2 separate regions of the Muntiacus reevesi genome follow, and region 1 is linked to region 2. Evidence: chromatin contacts called from public Hi-C data. All regions are on one chromosome and are shown on one strand. The core of a region is the stretch at or near the end of the contact, and the rest is flanking DNA. Distances in the headings are between cores, read along the strand shown.

Region 1 (4,718 bases), core at 159-2,658, 130 kb after region 2:
CACAGGCAATGCAATCACCTCGGCCACTTCATAAGGGTGCACAGACCTGTGGGAACAATGGGGGATCAGACTTACCCAAAGGAGTTCATCCCCTCAGACTGCCCAGGAAGGCTCACCCCACAGGATACACCCTCACCTCTACCCATGTCAAAGTTCTCACCGAACAAAATCTGTCAGAGCTGGAACCAAGGAACTTTGGGTTTTGATCATCTGAGGGGTGAAGACAAACATGGCTGAATCGAGGGGGTGAAGTTGATTTCAGGATCTCGGATGAGGGATAGGGGTCAAAGTAAATGGTCAGGGAATTAAGTTTTTGTCGGGTAGGAAACATTTCTCACCATCAGCACTTCACTGTCCTCTTCAATCTTTCCTTTCCACTCATAGCTGAAAAGGTCAGGGAGAGAGTGTTGTGTGAACAAAGATTTCCCTCAAGGTAAAAGACTGCCAGTCAGCCCTTTGAGTTAGGTTAACCCCCCAAACCCTAATTAACTCACATGGATGTAATCTGAGGGACGAGGTTGACGCAGGCTGCTAGGCGCTTCTCCACCACAGCCCTGAAGATGAAAAGAGCACCATTTAAAGGCCCCATGACCCGGATTTTTGCACTGGCAGCCCAGAGACAGTCGGAAGCAGCGGGAGATGCTACCCCAACTCTCCCTTCATAAGCACTTTTCCTCGCTTCACACTTAAGTCCCCACCTGGCGATCTCCTTGGCGACCTTCTCGTTGGGGCAGGTGACAAAGGCCGCAGAGACCGAGCCGGGGACATAGGCGGAGCCCGAGGCCGACGAGGGCTGGGTCGGGGGACTTCCTGAAGCCATGGACAGCAGGGCTCGGGGTAGCAACAGAAGGCGGGAGGCTACAGGCAGCAGTGTCGGCATCCAAAGAAGCGACAGGAGCAGAGCGGCCTGAGAGCAGGAGGTGAATTCGGTGTCTCATAAATACCCCAAGAAATTGCACCCCGGGAACACTTCGCTTGGATAGACACTCAGGCCCTCCCTCTTCTGCATCCCGAAGGAAAACATTCCTGAAACCAAGAGAAGCTTGGAAAATTTAAGGCAAAGACTCGGTTTTCACTCTCTCCTCGGAGGCCAACCTCTGGGTTTTGGGGTACGGGTCATGGGCGAAGCTTCGAGGACCGGAAGGGGCGGGGCCGGTCACTCACCCCTCCGCCGAGCAGGAATGCGGGAGCCCGACCCCGCCTCATGCAGCCTATGCTGGTAGAGGAGGGTTGAATATCAGAGACCACACGTTACGCGGAGAAAGAACCCCAAAGCCAGGAAGAGCGGCCTCTTACCTGGGCAGCAGCCACGTGATAAGAAAACAGCGCAGACCACGTGACAGTAGAAGCCGGACTACCCTAACCTCCAGAGCCGGCCAATCCTTGCCCCCACGTGGCCCGATTTGTCCCGCCTCCGGGGGCGGGAGGGGCGAAGAAGGATCCAACCAATCAACACCCGGCTCTGCAGACGTGCACGGAAGTGGAGCGCCCGTTTCCGTGTAAACCGGAAACGGCCAATTGCTGGCTGAGGAGAGCCGCAGCGGCGTTCCACTGTCACGTGAGGGGGCGGGTCTCCTCAGGCCGTGGTACCTCAATGAACTACGCGAAGAGACCAATCGTGGGGCAGCCCCGCAGGCCACATGATGAGAGCCCAGGCGCTGGGAAAGGGGGGCTGGAGACCCCGCAGAGTCGATGCGTCAGGTTGTGGAGTGGGGGCTCATCCTTAAACCCCGGAATGTGCCTAGTAGCAGCCCCTATACTGTTCCTGAGGTCTTAAGGAGTGACAGGGTCTTAGGAGATTGAACCTCGGGGAGTGAGGGGGAGGTGAAGAGAGCGCCCCCTGCCATTTTGATTAGGACTGACAGATTCTTGAGTTGGGGAATGCTCAAGTATAATCTGAGAAACCAACTGTCTCTGGTTATAGGGGGAAGTGATTAGGCAGGCAGGGTATGGCAAGACCACGGCTAGGTGGAAAGATGTATTTTAAAAGAACGGAGTAAGACCCTGTAAGTGGGATAAACTGATTAAAATGGGGGCGCCTCAGCCTTAACCGAAGCCCCAAAACTGCATACAGACTTGTGAATCGATAGAGGTCGTGGGGGAGAGGAGGACCGCAGGTTGGGGGTATGAAGAAGACACCAGGAAGTAGTGATGGATCTTTTGTCCCTTACCCCCTTCCTATTTCACTCTCTGGGTCAGGTCTACCTCTCAGCCTTGGGTCTCCTTCCCTTAACCCATCCCCCTAGGAGCCAGGACCTGCCCTACATAACTTCCCTGGGGCCCAAGCACATCCTGTGACCCAAAAATGGAGGGGCCAATGAGAGGAGAAATAGGTGGGAGGAGGCAGGGAGAAAAAGGCTCTGCCACTTTCCCTACCCAGTATTCCCCCTCCATCCTGGGTCTGGGGTCTCTGGTCTGCTGGGTAGGTATAACTGGGCCTTTCCCAGGCTGAGTTCTCTCATACCTACCACTCTGGGGTTGGAGGTCTCCCTGAGATCTCTGTCTTTGGAGTTTGTCTCTGAGGGATCTCTATGGGGTCTTTTGGTATTTGTGTCTTTTTTAGGACTGAGTGTCCTTGTTTTTTGTTTGGGGGGGGGAGGTTTCTGGGTCTGCAGTCACCCTCTCTGAGGTATTAAAAATTCTTTTTTTATGTATTTGGGATCCCTGAGTTCATCTCTGGGCTAGCAGGGTGTCTCTTCTGCCCCTCACCCCCCCCCCCCCCCCCCAACCAAGGTCTGGAGTTCCTTTGTCTTTGAGTTATCAGCCTCTGAATCTGCAGTTTCTTTTCTCTGAGATCTAAGTCTGGGGTCTCTGATATCTCTCAGTGGGTCTGAGTTCTCAAAGACCTAATTTCAGGTCTGGATTCTTTATGAATCTGGTCTCATCTTTTCCTTTGAGTCTAGGTCTTAGATCTCAGTCCCTGAAATTACTGTTTAAGTCTGGTGTCTTAAGATTTCTGTGGCTATGAAGAACCTTTTTGAGACTGAATGCTCAGATTTTGACCTTTGACCCATCTTGGGAGGGTGGTCTGGGGTCTGTTTTCTGAGATTGGGGCCTCTTTTCCTCTAGACTTAGGGTTTGCGCCTCAGATTATCCCCTGCGCCACCCCCCCCCCCCCCCCCCGCCCACCTCCGGGTGGCAAGGTATCTTTGTGGGTCTGGAGACTCCCGAAATCAGGGTCTGGGGGCTGCATCTTTAGAACCGCTCTCTTTCTTGAGTCTCTTTCTCTCTGTTTTGAGTCGGGGTCTCTGCCTCCCTGGTTCTCACTGAGTAGGGGTGGGGGCTGCAGGGACTCTCTCTCCTCCTCCTCCTGCTCTCCTCTCGCTCGCTCCCCCGCCCCCCTCTCTCTCTCTCTCTCTCCCGGCTGCCGCTGCTGTCGTTGGCTCCTCTTCTCCTCCTCCTCCTCTCTCTCCTCCTCTCTGCCTCTCTCCGCTCCTCTCTCCTCCTCTCTCCTCCTCCTCCTCCACCTCCTCCTCCTTCTCCCCCTCTCTCTCCCCCTCTTTCTCTCTTCTCTTTCTCCCCCGGCCCCCCCCCGCCCCCTCCCCCCCAGGCCTGATGAGCAGGTCTCGCGCCTCCATCCATCGGGGGAGCATCCCCGCGATGTCCTATGCCCCCTTCAGAGGTACGGTGGTGAGGGGAGGGGGAGCACCAGTTGGGGGGGAGAAGGGGGGAGGGGCGGGGTGGGGGGGGTGGGCAGAGCTGGGGCCAGGGAGGGGAGCAGCTGAAATGGAAGGAGAGAGGAAGGCAGGGATGGGAGCAGTGGGGAAGGAGGTACTGGAGGATAGGTGTAAATAAGGACCGGAGGGGCCAAGAAACAGGCCTTGAAGGGGGCTGAAGGGAAAACGATGGAGGGGAAAGAGATCGCCAGAGAAGGTGGGAAGATAGAAGGGTAGGGTTGGGGGAAGAGCTGCAGAAATAATTTGGAGGTGGGAGCTGAGAGATGAGGAAAATATCAAGAAAATAGAAGGACAGAGTCTTAGGAGAGGGACTAGGAGGGGAAAATGAAGAAAATTAAAACATAAGGGTGAAAAAAGCAGCCAAGAAGATGGGGGGTAGGATCTGGTGGGGTCTCAGAGTATGGTAGGGGGTAGAAAAAGACAGGAGATGGAAGGAGAGGAGAAGGGGCCAGATGGAGAGAGAGGGAGGCAGTGGTGGTGGGGGGGGGGGGAGGAATGAAGGGTCCAGATGGAGGGAAGAGAGGAGAGAGGATGGGGAATGGGTTTGGGGGAGGAGGGATCAGGGCAGGGGGAGGGCCAAATTAGGTATGTGTTTTTTGGGGGGGAGGGGGGCAATACAAGTAAAACTGAGTGCTGGGAGTAGGGGGCAGATGAAGACCCTGCCCCAGATTCAGGCCCTCATTAAGGCCCTTGAGCATTGAAACGTAATCCCTGGGGTCTTATCCACTTCCTTCACTTCACCACTTTCACCCCCTCCCCCACCTCCAGTCCTTATTTCCATTCCCCCTCCCTCCTCTGGTGTCCATCACCTATATCTTTCCCCACATATGGTGTCCGTTCCTTATATGCGTCCCCCTTCTGTCCTTCCCCTCTATCAGTCCCTTCTCTCTCTCCCTCTCTTCTGCCTGGTAGTCCTTTATATCTCTACCACCTCTTCACCCCCTCCTTCTTGACCCCCTTGTCCTAGTGTCCCTGTTCTGTCCCCTTCATTTTCTTGGGCCCTTTTGGTGTATTCCCTTGTCCCTAAAGATTTACCATCAT
Region 2 (4,553 bases), core at 1,465-3,964:
AACTCGTTGCAACCCCACGGCCTGCACCACGCCAGGCCTCCCTGTCCCTCACTATCCCCTGGAGTTTGCCCAAGTTCATATCCACTGAATCTGTGATACCATCCAACCATCTCATCCTCTGTCTTCTGCCTGCCACCTTTCCCAGCAGCAGGATCTTTTCCAAAGAGTTAGCTATGACATTAGGACCCTCCAAACTAGTGACTCACGTGACCAGAGCAGAGGGCACCACGAGACCATCAACAAGCTCCCCGAGTTTCCCCCGGACAGCCTGGCGGTTCCGCAGTCGAATGTTCATGGCTCCTGACTGTTCCTGCAGGGTCCGGATCTCAGAGCTGATGGAGCTGAGATCACTCTGAAAAGCTCCCAACATCTGCTCCATGCGCTGGGAGAAGGCAGAAGTGCTGCTGAATAGCCATAGGATTGGTAGAGGACAAGTTTCTAGGTAAAGTCTCTAATACTTATCAAACTATGAGAGTAGTGGATGATAAGGAAAGAGGTACCCCAAAGGCAAATAACAATGTTAGTCATGGCAGCAACAACAAAAAAGGTTGCTGAGATCATCCTGAAAACGTCTCTAACTGTCCCTTCCTGAGGAAGATGGCTTAAAGAATGATCCTAAAGACCATGATCTGCGCTTAGGGACATGAGGGGTCCCACGGCATGGTTACTAACCTCAAGGACAGCATCGCAGGCTGTGATCTGATTGTGCAGAGATGCTATGTTCTCACTCTCTTGGATATCTGACTCACAACAAGTCAAGGGGCCTCACTGTGGAAATGGAGATTCTCTGACTTCCGCAGGACCGCTCCAATTTCTCCCTGAGGTGACAGAAACCTCAGAGAGAATATGGCAGCCCCGGCTGGGCTGTCAGCACCATACCCCCACAAAATGCCCATTTTAATAACAGCACCCCTCTCCTCTGCTGGAGGATACAATCCCGAATGGATTTCTGCTCAATCTGCTGTAGCTCCAGCTCAACCTGCTTTGAATAGTGACGAAGATCCACACCCTGGGAGAACAGAACGTGAGAGGGTCAGGAGGAAGTCAGTGAAGGGACACTGAAACAAAGTCAATGAAGGACTAGAGAAAAAGACACCAGGGTGATACTAGGAGTGCAAAGGACTTTCTTCTTTCCTTTAAGGGGAGGGTTCATGGAGGGGCAGATTAGTACGCTGGAAAGCCTCACCGTTTTAAGAGCTTCCTTTACTAACTCATCCTCCAGATTCGCCTGAATGTGAACTGCAAATAGAAGTTCATCACAAAGGTTCAGCTAGTTCTACAGCTCTGTCTCCACACTGAACATCCGCACACCAGTCCCTGCCTTAGTACTTGCAAAGCTCAGCCTCTCAGGTTACAGGACCACATACCCCCCGCCTCCTGCCATCACTTACCATCCACTTCATCCAGGATGAATTCATCAGAGGTGATGTCCAACTCTCCAATCTGCAATGGCTCCTGAAGACCTGGACCACCCCCCTGGAGAGGAACAGGTTAATGGGAAAGGGAAGGAGAACAAAATATAATGGAATAGTCACCAATGCTTCGAGTGGAGAAGAGGGACTTTCACTGGGGAATCACAGGTATAAATACTGAGTTCACAAAATGTCAAAAGTTCCATATTGTCTCAGTCTAATTGGGGCTGATGGATAGGGAATGGGACAAGGAGAACAGGCAACCCACGAAGGGTGAAGGTAACCAAATGAGAAAAATTAGGAGATGCAGAGGGAGACTAGAACTTTCAGGTGAATTTAGGATCTCTAGACTGCTGCTACCTTAAATGTTCTATCACCATCCCTCTGGGGCGCCCCAAGTTTCCTACTTGCCAGGTGCCATATTACATATATTCATTCACCCAATCCTAACCCACAACATATATAGTAGGTCTTAGTTTTTTCTCCTTATAGGTGTGGAAATAAGGGCATAGAGAGGCAAGTTAAACTTGCCCGAAGTCACACAGAGCATACGTGGCAGGGCTTTAATTAGAACCGAAGCAATCTGGTTCCAGAAGCCATGTTCCTAGACTTTATACTGCTTCTCTATTCTGCCCAAACATCTGGAAGTTAACTGAAATTGTGGCCCCAGAGCCAGAGTCTCGGCCATGCTGACCCCCGCTCAGGTTCAGGTCGGATCCCAAGGAGGCGTTTGGAGAGCCAAGCCGGGTAGCATCACTGGTAGCTGCGAGTTCCCACCCTTGTGCCTACACCCAGCCCAGGTCTTCCTGACGTGAGGAGACTGGACAAGACTCTGAAGGAGAAACAGCCCTGCTTCTCACCAGCGGGCCCTCCTCCTCCTCCATATCTGAGGCCCCTGCCCGCAACACCAGCTCGCGAGCAGCGGCCGCCATGGTCGCAGCGGCGGCCATTCCGCGCAGCCTCACTTCCGGCAGCTGTCAGTCAGGCGAATCTTTTCCCCGGAATGGAACTACAGGCCCTGGAGTGTCTTGCACGGCGCGAAATCGCTTCCAGATATTTGTTTGCCTGCAGTCTTCCTGTTTCAGCTGTAACCGCTTCACCCAAGTGCAAATGACAAGTGAAATTCTTAAGCACAATCTTCAAACCGGAACCTTTGTTGCTCGCACACACAAGACCTTTACGAACAGTAAAGAAAACCCGCACCGGAAGTCGTGGCGTCCGATTCAGAATCTTGAAGTTTCCGGAAGCTCCTTGTGCAGATAGCCCCGCCCTTTCCGTCTGACCGCAATATAAGCCTGTTACGTCACTTCCGTTTTCTCTTCCACTGGAGGCCTGCACGCCGCCGCTGGGGCCGCCGCCATGGTAAGAGTGGAATCCTTGCGGGGATCTAGCGACATCGGGACCGGGGCAGGGAAGGTCTTGCTGTCAGAGGGTTGAAAATGTCCTGTCTTGGGGGCCTGCAACTTTCTGGGTGGAGCCTCGGATCGCGCTTCTGGAAAAGGACGACTAAAGACATCGAGTTCTGGGGACTGGGGCCGGAGGAAGTACCTCCCCGGGCGCTAGAACGCTTTGGGCGGGTGTGGGGACCTCGGTCTCCGCCACTGAGAGTGTACTTGGGGAAAGGGCAGGAGACACGCTTCTTACCCCAGGTTGCGTTTTCCCAGGCCTGAACACTTCTCATGTTCCTGTTGTCTGCAGGACTCAGAAGTTTGTTCTGTGGTGAAGACCTGACGGGGGTTTCTTGCTCCCTGTGTGACAAGCTTAGCGTTCGTGTTTGAGGTTACGGTTTGATACTAGTTCACTGTGTCTGATTTCTCCCTCAATCTCTTATCAGTCTCTAGTAATCCCTGAGAAGTTCCAGCACATATTGCGAGTACTCAACACCAACATCGATGGGCGGCGGAAAATTGCCTTTGCCATCACTGCAATTAAGGTAAAGGAGGGTAAGGACTGATGGCTTCATTGGTGGCTCAGAAGGTATAGAATCTGCGTGCAATATGGGAGACCAGGGTTTGATCCTTGGGGTTGGGAAGATCCCCTGGAGAATCTCCTCCAGTATTCTTGCCTGGAGAATTCCATGGACAGGAGCTTGGAGGGGCAACAGTCCATGGGGTCGTACAGAATCAGACACGACTGAGCGACTAACACACAAGCAGGGTAAAGACTAGAAACTATAGATGGAACTTGAGTTGTTAACAACCTGAGCTGAAAGTGAGGCATGGTGAGGGGAGTCCCAACCAGATCGCCTTGTCTGCTAGGTTAAAAAAAAAAGAATGATTAAGAGAGCAACTAGTCCTCTTAACCCCTTGCCCCATTTGTCCCAAAAAGTAAGTGAGAAAAGCCAAAGAGTAGTGTCAGGTCAAACCAAGAGATTTCACCTAGGAAATGGGTAAGTTGGGTAAGTACCTTTGAAGGGTGAGTAGAAATGCCAAGAGATTCCAAGTATGAAGAAACCTATGTCAGTGAAGGCAGGCTTGGATATCTCCCTTAACCAACCTAATAAACTCCTAGCCTTCCAGACGGGGATGTTATCCTTTAAAAAGATTTTTTAATTGTGGAAATGACTGAGTGTGTTCTGCCAGTATGTTTACACTTCTTGGAGCCAAGGATAGGCCTTTCTTGCTTAGAATCCCCAGAAGACATTATGATAAGTATTTTATGAATAATTTGTTTAAAACAGCAAGTCCTCTTCAGCTTTGTGAGATTTGTCACATTTACTTTTTCATTCTGTAATTCAAGGAGCACTGGCTTTCATTCTTAAATAGTACGTTTCATCTTTTTCTGTGAAACTAGTAAGGCAGGGAAAAATACAGTGCAGGCTCACCTCATTTTATGGACCTTTGCAGATAATGTGTTTTTCTGTGGCAGCTCTTCTTAAGACAGTTTTTCAACATTTGCTCACATAGTGTGTGTGTCATATTTTGATGAAATACTTTAAAAGTTTTCACTAGTGTATTTGTTATATGTGATCAGTGACCTTTGTTACTATTGCAAGAAGATTTAGATTTGCTTAAAGTTCAGATGATGGTTAGTACTTCATAGTAATAAAGTATCTTGATTAAGGTATGTATAGGTTTTCTTAAGAGGCTGTTGCTCACTTAATAGATTATGTAACTACATGTGCTGGGAAACCAAAATACC

What was found. A called contact is a pair of places that touch in the nucleus more often than the background predicts.
Region 1: a contact with region 2 is called in a Hi-C map of blood, with 4 times the contacts expected there. The contact joins the promoter of CUTA here to the promoter of RPS18 in region 2. A contact is called at or near these places in 2 of 3 Hi-C or Micro-C datasets (blood and muscle).

The regions. Positions count from the first base shown.
Region 1 is chr20:9,693,365-9,698,082 of mMunRee1.1, forward strand. CUTA (cutA divalent cation tolerance homolog) reads right to left here and starts at 1,409. Exons shown (of 6, transcript XM_065912529.1): 1 at 1,297-1,409; 2 at 699-907; 3 at 495-554; 4 at 339-384; 5 at 161-210; 6 at 1-46. The coding sequence starts at 880. It overlaps SYNGAP1 (synaptic Ras GTPase activating protein 1), which reads left to right and starts at 3,556. Exons shown (of 19, transcript XM_065912599.1): 1 at 3,556-3,622. The coding sequence starts at 3,556.
Region 2 is chr20:9,560,259-9,564,811 of mMunRee1.1, forward strand. RPS18 (ribosomal protein S18) reads left to right here and starts at 2,715. Exons shown (of 6, transcript XM_065912967.1): 1 at 2,715-2,774; 2 at 3,247-3,345. The coding sequence starts at 2,772. VPS52 (VPS52 subunit of GARP complex) reads right to left here and starts at 2,583. Exons shown (of 20, transcript XM_065912998.1): 1 at 2,273-2,583; 2 at 1,392-1,476; 3 at 1,187-1,239; 4 at 934-1,009; 5 at 673-740; 6 at 207-382. The coding sequence starts at 2,362.